Regions from separate parts of the Zea mays genome. Here region 1 is linked to region 2. A link is a contact called in public Hi-C data. All regions are on one chromosome and are shown on one strand. Each heading gives the region's core, a stretch centred on a gene start, on an enhancer-like site or on the middle of the called end of the contact. The rest is flanking DNA. Distances are from core to core; before and after follow the strand shown. Region 1 overlaps LOC100382583. Region 2 holds the start of LOC542144 (salt-induced MAP kinase 1).

Evidence for each region. A called contact is a pair of places that touch in the nucleus more often than the background predicts.
Region 1: a contact with region 2 is called in a Hi-C map of tassel, with 2.2 times the contacts expected there. The contact joins the enhancer-like site here to the promoter of LOC542144 in region 2. A contact is called at or near these places in 2 of 25 Hi-C or Micro-C datasets (ear and tassel).

What each region holds. Positions count from the first base shown.
Region 1 is chr9:131,102,397-131,107,531 of Zm-B73-REFERENCE-NAM-5.0, forward strand. It overlaps LOC100382583, which reads left to right. Exons shown (of 8, transcript NM_001175313.1): 3 at 1,058-1,136; 4 at 1,694-1,755; 5 at 1,842-1,941; 6 at 2,059-2,100; 7 at 2,192-2,233; 8 at 2,419-2,779. The coding sequence ends at 2,583. Among protein-coding and RNA genes, the nearest start is that of LOC118473393, 25 kb to the left of the region's middle. Within about 2 kb of position 2,980, at least 10 of the 20 cell types and tissues checked have an H3K27ac peak or open chromatin away from gene starts, as enhancers often do. A contact at or near this core is called in ear and tassel, where this site is marked.
Region 2 is chr9:130,841,510-130,846,629 of Zm-B73-REFERENCE-NAM-5.0, forward strand. It overlaps LOC542144 (salt-induced MAP kinase 1), which reads left to right and starts at 2,850. Exons shown (of 7, transcript NM_001111769.2): 1 at 2,850-3,270; 2 at 3,506-3,635; 3 at 4,386-4,523; 4 at 4,860-5,120. The coding sequence starts at 3,110.

The DNA of each region.
Region 1 (5,135 bases), core at 1,730-4,229, 260 kb after region 2:
TGGCTTTAATTTTTTCTTCACAAGAAGCTGGTTATTACAAGTGAATATGCATGGTCACAACATGGCCAATAACAACGTGGTAGAGTGGCATGGCATATGGATCGCAGGCATGATATTGGTAACTTTTCGTAGTTTGTTTCTGATGGCACCAAGTCCACCAACGGATGTTGGCACGATGACGAGGCGCTGGTCTCAGTGACTGCTTGAGGTAGTAATGGCTCTAACAGACAAAAACAATATATTTACGACTTTGATGACATTTTTAGAGAAGAGAAGAAGGTACAAATACACAATACATTGCATATGATGATCTAGAATTCTAAATTTATAAGAGGTAAACAATTTGTACTTAATTTGGACAAGAGTTGACCAAGACATGGAGCTCATTAAGAGGATTCTAAAACGATTTGACCTAAATAGAAATATCATGGATATGATTAGGAGTGGCAATGAATCACGATCCAAATGTTTTTCCATAATTCGTTTGAGCCCTTAATTAATTTTAGTTTAAAAATGAATAGAATTAGAGCTCAATTATAATATGATCTAATCCTTAAATTTTATAGTATAAATTTTAGAGGCTGTTGCCATAGTTGATTGATTGTGAGCTTGAGGTATGACTAGATAAAAAACATTATCTAGTCATTAATTGCTCATAGCTGATTGATTGTGAGCTTGAGGTATGCATAGTTAAAAACATTATGATATCAAAGTATGTAACTCACTCTCGTCTCATGCTAAAGATGTTTCACAAGGCTGCTAAGGTATGCTGAAGGGCCTATTTCTTGGAAGCAGAAGACTTCCGTTGCTGAAGTTCAATATTTATCCATTGCTTTATCACCAATATATTTGCATTAGTTCCAGAAATCAATAAGGGCTAATCAATCTGGGGAAGATATTTTATAGGTCACTTGGAGCAGTTTAGAGCTTGTTCGGTTATTCCTACGCAATATAGATTGGATGGGATAGAATAATTTCAGTGTGGTGCACTAATATGTTATGCTTAGCTTTTTTTAGGAAATATTATTATTTTCTTACTGTTTGCTTCATTCTGCAGCCTCCAGAAAACAATTGACCGCTACAGGACATACACAAGGGAAAATGTCAATAACAAGACTGTTCAACAAGATATACAGGTGAAGTTCTCCCAGTATAGTATGTATGACCTACCTGGTTTTGATCATGACAGACATGAGTTACTACTAGTACTTACACGATCGGATATCTGAAGTGATAGACTATTTTTCTTCTTTCTGTACTGATGAGATGTTTTTGTTCGGAAGATACTTAATTTGCCCATTATTTCAGATTCTATTACTTTTCATGTGGCTGATTGTATATACTAAACACATCTTTTGACTGTTGCATCTTCACTTATTACAGCAAACCAGAAAGTGAATTTGCATGAGCGTTTTTAATATATATAAACCACAACGAAGATGGATTAAACGCTTAACTGAAGAGTTAGGAATAAAGGCAACATTTTCATGTGAATACTTTTACCTCCAAAGCATTAAAGTCATGTTATACAGCATCACTTCAAAACATGGGTAAAAGTATCTTCTTGAGGTTATTAGGCCAGTGCTCTCAATATAAGATGGAACTTGCATTAGATATTTGGGGTTTTACACTTAGGACAGAACGTATGTGATGGCGCACTTAGCTTTTAACATTCAATCATCTGAAAGTGCAGCAAGTCAAAGCAGATGCCGTAAGCTTGGCAAGTAGACTCGAAGCCCTAGAAAAGACCAAACGGTGAGCAATCATGTATTTCACTAAAGATTAATGACATTCCTCAGAGCAGAACGGCCATCAATTCACCGCCTTGACATGAGTTGCAGAATGTTTCTGGGTGAAAATTTAGAAGAATGCTCCATTGAAGAACTGCATAATCTGGAGGTTAAACTGGCGAAGAGCCTTCACGTCATCAGAGGGAAGAAGGTAAGTAAATGCCACAGTTGTCACATAAACCCTAGTCTCTAAAATTTCTGCGTATTACGATAACAAAGAAACTGTTCGCCCAAGTTGATATGCACGTCCTACCTTTTGTTTTCACAGACACAACTGCTGGAGCAGCAGATATCCAAGCTGAAGGAGAAGGTAAGATAACGCATAGAGCCCAGACCCCAGAGTATCCTGAAACTCTTAGTGACCAATTCCTGACCTCTGCTGTTCCTTGTACAACTTGCAGGAGAGGACCCTGCTCCAAGACAACAAAGAGTTGCGGGATAAGGTAAATCAAACGAACACAACATTGAAAACCGCAGAGAAGGCATGTAGGGTTTTTTTAATAACATTGCAAACTGTAAATTAAACTCTTAACGTTAACATGATATGCGCAAGAAAGACAGTCTCACAGCCATCATGTGTGGTTTTCTAAAACTTAACGTGCTGCCTGTTCTGTTCTTGTGGCTTCAGCAGCGCAACCTCCAGTCTCCACCGGAGGCGCCACCGGACCTGAACCGCTGTGTCCCTCCTTGGCCGCGTAGCCTGCCGGCACCGAGCAATGACATGGACGTGGAGACGGAGCTGTACATAGGATTACCCGGCAGGGAGCGCTCCTCCAACCGGGACTCTGATTGAACCACGGATTTTCAGTTCGATCGGCTAAAAGGAATAAGCTCCCTGAAATTAAAGCATCGAAGGGCACACGTCAATGGTTTTATTTGCAACTTTTGTATGCAAACTTGTACTTGAAAAGTAAAAAAAATAAAAATAAATCTGTAGTATGTGGATGCAAGAAACGGCTGGTTAGCTAGCTGCAAGCCTTCTGGGGCCTGAAAATGAAATCCACCCATGGATACACCCAACCAAGCTTGATGCGCTACTTTTCTTATACGCAGCTGCCGAAGTCTTTAGAGTTCACTTGGCATATCGCATGCGACGCCGACAACTCGCTCGGGCTACACGTGTAGTGTTATTGTAACGCAAAGGGTGAAAGGGATACCTGGACACTGGCACTGCTGGGATATGTAAGCACAATTCCGCTGGAGCGGGCCGATTTCGCGGCCTGCCACTGCGGCATTTTTTTTTCCCGATGTGAGCCAAGCTGCCCTTGAGAAGAAGGACAATCCATTTTCCGATCCGAAAAAGTCTGATTTACACCATGAACTATCTAGGGGTCTACGTAATCAATCCAATCCATTTTTCGTTCGATTTTTCTCACTAATCTAGGGGTCTACGTAATCAATCCGCCTAAGAGGGTTGACATCTGAGTCCATGTATTTAGTATCTAATCTATATTTGTATTCATATAATTAAAGTTCAATATTTAAGACGTTGATATCCATTCAAATCTTATCCGACACAACTCGAGAAAATATAAAAACACATATAAAACGAGTAATATCTATCCGTATTTGATTCGATTACATCAGTACACTAATCTATAAAACTAGTTTCCTAAGAGCATTTTCAAGGGACTCTTTATTTTTTATTCTCTATTTACCTCTCCATAAAGATTAAACTATATATGTAGCATCTCATTTCAAGACTCTTCAACATGCAAGTTAGTTTGGCTAATGAGAGAGCTAATTTAGAGAGTCAGAAGCTTCACGATTTAGATGCCTAGGCTGTGAAAAGTTATTTTACTATTAAGTAGCTAGAATTTAGCTTGAGAAGATATTTGGCTAGTGTCTTGATATGCTCTAATCCTCTTAAATTTTGAAAAAAGGTCACTTTGTTATCATAACGGTTTTGACGACAGTGTCATTGATGTGGCGTCGTATGAAATCGGACTAAGTTGAAAGTTAAGAAAGTAAATCGAATTCAATTTTTTTTATAAAAAATGCTAAAGAATAATAAAAATATATTCAAACATTTTTTTACATAAAAATGATGCAATTTTAAAAAAAAACTTAAACCTGGTTTAACCTTGAAAATTCATAGATAATTTATTTTAGCTCGATTACAAAACTTGTTTCAGATTTTTCTAAAATCATGCTCTAAAATTATTTAAATTTTAATAGACTTATTTTAGTGTTTATTTGCTAGTACAACTTCATGTATCTATTACAATTAGTCAACATTGATCATCCGAAGTACAAAGAAGCACTACTAAAGCATCTACGACGTTGTAGTGAACACTAGTCTCCTACGTTAGATAGATTTTCAAAGTAGTTTAAATTAAGTTTTAATGCAATGAATTATGGAGCATAATGCGCCAAGAAAATCTAGATTGTAGAACATGTGTCATGATATTTGTCAAGTGGCATGGACAAGACATTTAATGCTAGGCACCATATTCTAGAACACCATTTAGAAAAAAAATCTAAAACTATTTTCATGGTTTATGCAACAATTCTTATTCCCTTAGAGTTTTATTTACTAAAGTATTGTTACATCTCCAAATAAAATAACCAATCCTCTACTAAAAGAAAAGAGAAAGGAAACTAGAGAGAGGAGAAGAAATGTAACACCTGAATTTGATAGTTACTGTTAAGTAACCCTAGTTAGGGTTATGTGGGCAAATACCGGCTTTGCCCGGGTCTCACATCTCTATATAAGGAACCTGTACACCCCTTCATGTAACACACTTCATGTAACACAGATCAAAAAGAGGCCAGAGGCCCAACCCTATATCATGTGTCTCGTGTGTTTCCTCTGTCGTGCTTATGGGAAGGGAGACGGGTTCTCTACAGCTTCTCGCGCCTCTACTGCTGACGGGAGGGAAGAGAGCGGATCTGGTGATCCGTGGTAACGTAGTTCTCAATACGTTATCAGCACGCTCTACCTCGACGTTGCTGCGGGATTAGATTTGCATCAACTCTCCGTCAAGTCGGCAGGTCCTCCGGCCTAGCCGAACTGTCCTACGCGTCAGGCTTCGATTTTTCCTCTACGTAATGGAACGGTATATTTACTGTTCTTAATATGTTAATGTGCACGAGCTGTGATCCATACGCGACGAACTGCCATTACCGTCGTGGTGTTGTGCTCGCACCGTGCCAATGCGTTGAGGAAGGGTCATTCTTGGATCTTCTTTGACTGTGGTGGCTTCGGTTTGCTCCTCAGTTAGCTTTAGATCTGGAAGCTTTGTTTTGGTGGACGGCAGTAAAAACAGATCGTCAACCAGATACATTTGAGTCATCCGCGTTTCTTGTGAGAATCCTGGGCCTGCACGGGAAAGCCGCATCCAG
Region 2 (5,120 bases), core at 1,600-4,099:
AAAAAATGCTTCATGAATGAAATAAAATAGATTGTTTCATGCCTGAACGGACTAAATTCATGCTATTGTCCAACAAACATGTGTTTTACAAGGTAGCATTTTAAGTTTTCAGTTTCACAGCCTGCGTGAAAGCAGTCCTGCGTGGAATGGAATTGGAGATTATCAACTGCGTGGTGTCGAACGAACACCAGAACATACAGAGTTTGTTTGGAGACTAAACCCGTAATACACGTTATAACACTTTGGTGTCCTTATTTATCACATACTGTTGATCAGCCTAGTGGTAATAGCAAGTTTTCCTGAGCCAAGACGTTGGGAGTTTGATTCCTTTTATAATGGGTACTATTTGTACTTTTTTCTCATTTAAACATTTTGATTTTTTTAGAGAATTTTCCCCCTCGAATTTGTAGTATAGTATGGCCGTCAGTTAAAAATCATAGCCAATTTTCAACATATATATTGATTTTTATTAATAACTACAACAAATATTTTAAACCATTAATTATTTGTAACATTTATGACGATATAGAATTTTCACATAGTTATGATGTTTATTGCTAGTATCTTGTGACAACAAGATGTTCGTTACGTTATGGCGATTGACTAATGTTGTGACGTTTTCTCAATGCTATTAGTGATGCTTGCATAAATTCATCATAAAGTTGTCTTGCCACAAAAAAATATCATAAAACAAAATAGCCAATGACGAAAATCTTCATTGTCATGGGGTATTCGTCATAAAAGGCTACATGTGTTGTAGTGTGCTCTTGCTCGCCGTTACCCACAAGCAAAAGCATAGCCAGTGGCGGATCCAGGATTGATCCAAGAGGAGGGCTACTAAGCTAAAGCTATAAAATTTTTTAAACTAAACACTACTTGAGTTACTTGAACATTACTTGAGTTAATTGCTACCCTCTTCTGATAAACCCAAATTGCATGTGTTTCCACAATTACAACAACCTAACGGATCACTCTATCCCATAGATGTCGTACTCTCGATCCCAGGAGCATGTCTGATGATCTAATTTCGAATTAAAGTAGGACACCCTAGAACTAAAGGCCTACTCCAACTCCAAATGTGATTGTAAAGAAAATGAGCCTATTCGAAAAACCCACACCAGAAGGCTCGCTAATTGAAGCATGCAAGGAAGGGGAAACAACACGAATCGATGGGTTTCCTGCATCCACACAAACATACGAACTCGCCCTTGATCCTCTTCGTCTCGAGGGAAGAAAGTAAAAAAATATACGGACCTGCACAGCGAGGGCGAGCGCTCACGAGGCCACGACCGGAGACGGCGAGCGAAGACGGCGAGATGGCGAGCGCCCACGACCGGAGGCGGGCCTGCGGGGCCAGCGCACACGAGTCCACAACCAGAGAGGGCGAGAGGCGGAGACGACGAGGCCCCAAGACGGCGAGCCGGCGAGCGGCGGCTGGACGGACGCGGGGACGCGGCTGCCTGCTGGACTGAGGAGCGGACGTGAACGTGACCTATTTTTTGGAGACGATATGGGCCTATTCGTTTGAGTTAGTGGACTGCAGCCCCGGACGTAGATCCGTCCCTGAGCATAGCGATGGTGTCATGTGAGGCTGATGAAGAGAGGGAGCTAAACAAGAAGAATGGGTTAAATTTAATTTGAACACCGCATTGGTGCATGACTGTATATATGTCACGTTATGTTTAAAGTTAAGATGTATAAATCTATGATGAATAAATTTAAAAGTTTATGACCTAGAAAATTTTAATAGTCGTGAGCTTAATTGAAATTCTTACATAGATAACATCGTAGATGATAATGTTTGACACTGTTTATAGAGTATAGTTTAAAGTAGAGAATGCGATAGCGATGGCCTCACATTGATCAGGGCGCATGCAAGCTCGTGATTTCATATTACTTCGGATTTCGGCCAGACGAGCTTTCACACAGATCGTCCTATATATGATGGATCCACACCATCTTCATGCCTTGACATCGACCGTGGAAGAAACGTGTGGCTCTTAGCAAGGTCAAGAGGTGGTTGAAAGGCACAGCGCCATGCCCCCAAGAGAAGAGAAACCCTCCATGCCAACTGCTTGGGAGTTGGAATTGTCAAGCGCATCGCAGATTGACATTTCTGGCTGCTGATGCTGATCCCATATCATGCTGACGAGTAAACGGGTCAATGCACCGCGTAAGGAAATGAAGGTATTTCTTGCTTTCTGTACGACTGTAAGTTGAATTCCAAACTCTTAGCATGTACTGTACTGTATTATTTTTTCATTGTTTGCTCTGAGAAATAGCTATAGACACCATAACTTGAGAGCTTAATTGGTAGGATCATGCTTCGAACTGATTATTATATAGAGCCCTTTCTATATTTACTTTACAAGCTACAAGTTAAAAAGAGAACCCACTTTTTATTTGCTCCCAGTTCAATCACCATCAGAATTGCTTTACCATATGCTCCTCAATAGAATCGCTTCATCAGCAAAATAATAAGTTCAAGGATAAAACTTAAAACCAGAAAGTAGAGCTCTATTTATACTTGATCATTAGTGAACTAGAATCCTATTCTCTCCCAACCATTTATGTTTCCGTCACTTAATGATGACGCTACACCTAGTACGCAACAAGGTCATGTCACCGGCTACCTCACTGGATCATATGTGGCAGGTTCATGACCACGTATTCCCCCATTTCAAATCATAAGGTATATTCTGATTGTTTAAAACACTTAAATCATTTATTTTATTATATTTTTAAAATAAATTTACATTATTTTGGTTTTTTCTAAGAAAATAAAGTACCTTATAATTCGGAAGAGAAAGCGAGGGGGTAGGAAATACAAATGTACTCCGTAGAATATAATTTTTTTAAATAAAAAAAAACATGAGGTGTTTTCCCCCAAACACCGCTCCACCTCCTTCCTCCTCGTTGCGCTCCGGATCCATCCCCATTCCCCAGTCGCCGCCCAAGTCAAAAGGAGGGAAGCTTCTTCCACTACAGTCCTTGAGGCCGCCCATCAACGACTAGACGCTGGTCAAGCTGCACCAACCCTAGCCCCATAACCCTAGGTCCCTCCTCCACGCCCCCTTCCAGAGAGGCGAGGAAGGAGGCGAAAGGAACCATGGATTCCTCCGGCGGCGGCGGTGGAGCGCAGATCAAGGGTATGGCGACGCACGGGGGCCGCTACGTGCTGTACAACGTGTACGGAAACCTCTTCGAGGTCTCCTCCAAGTACGCCCCACCCATCCGCCCCATCGGTCGCGGCGCCTACGGCATTGTCTGGTGCGTCCCCTCCCCCTCCCCTTCCTTCCCCACTCCCCCCGCTGGTGATGGCAAATCGAGCTGCTGTCTTTGCTCTGCCTACGCGCCGTGGTTGCGCGTGTAGATTTGGTGCGGCTGTGGCGGTTTAGGCAAAGATTTATGGAGAGACGAGTCACTGCCGCAAAGTTTGTCTGCATAGCCCGTAGATGTGCTAATCTTGTACTAAGTAATTTTGGGGGCTGTTCCCTCGTTTCAGCGCGGCTGTCAACTCGCAGTCAGGGGAGGAGGTTGCGATCAAGAAGGTTGGCAATGCGTTCGACAACCACATCGACGCCAAGCGGACGCTCAGGGAAATCAAGCTGCTGCGCCACATGGACCATGAGAACGTACGCACGTGTGATGCTTTTTTTTTACCGGTGCCTCTGGCCATTTCTGGAATTCTGGTTCTGTGATACTTGGATTTGGGGCTTGCTCTTGTTTGTTTCTCCACAATCTCCTAGTTATCGGCATTATGGTTGTGTGTGCTTTAAGTTGTCAACTTGTCATAGGAAGCTTACAGTTGTGGTAGTTCTTTCAACTGTAAAGATCTATGCTGCCAATTCGCTAAAAATAGCTGCAACACGCAGTGCCTTTTGAGTATCAAAGAAGCACAGCTTTACTGCAACACCGGTCGTTATGCAATGTATTGAAATTTCTGTTCTCTGCTTATGTAGAATTTCTATAAATAGGATGGAGGACAGTACTCCCATCTTCACGCTTTCTATAGTTGACATATTAAAGTGAAGTGGGGACATGGGGTTGGATTAGGGATTGCATATGGTTTTGTTTTCAAATTTAATTTATTTCGGAGGAAAAACTTTAGCCTATCTGTACTTTGTTAAATAAGGAATATCCAAAAAGGCCATGGGGTCAGCTCCACATGGTTGGCTGGCACATACACTGACATTTATTTGGCAGGCTTGTACTATTGATTCTCGCCACATTCATTAACATGGCTTAAAGTAGTACTGAGGGTTTGATTTCTTCACAGAATTTGTATGCATGTGTTAGAACCATCAACCATGTTGTACTTCTACTCAGCAATGAAGTTCCTATGATCTAATTTGTCTAATAATGATTTTAACTTGTGGTCACAGATCCTTGCCTTAAAGGATGTAATTCGGCCCCCAACTAGAGAGAACTTTAATGACGTGTACATTGTTACTGAGTTAATGGATACAGATCTCCATCAGATCGTACGCTCAAATCAGCCATTGACTGATGATCATTGCCAGGTCTGTTGCTCCAGCTTGTGCCAAAGTTATGTTATACCAAACAGATTTTTATCCAACTATTCAAGTAAATGATGTTTGTGCCCAATTCAGAAATTGATTATCATGTACTCCCTCCGTCCCAAAATATAATTCGTTTTAGACTAAATATACATTCATTAATTAACCTATTAATGTAGTTTGTATGTATGTCTACATTCATTACATTCGAATGAATGTGGATGGAAAAAAAGTAGGCTACAAAGAACTATATTTTGGTACGGAGGGAGTAATATATTGCTTCACAACAATGATATATTCTATAATCTATATTTCTATGTTCCCCCTTTTTCCTTGCAGTACTTCTTGTATCAGTTGTTACGAGGGCTAAAATATGTGCACTCAGCAAATATATTGCACCGCGATCTGAAGCCGAGCAATTTGTTCCTAAATGCAAATTGTGACCTCAAGATTGCAGACTTTGGGCTTGCAAGGACCACTTCAGAGACAGATCTCATGACAGAGTATGTGGTCACTCGTTGGTACCGGGCACCAGAGCTGCTGTTGAACTGTTCACAGTATACTGCTGCCATTGATGTCTGGTCAGTTGGATGCATACTA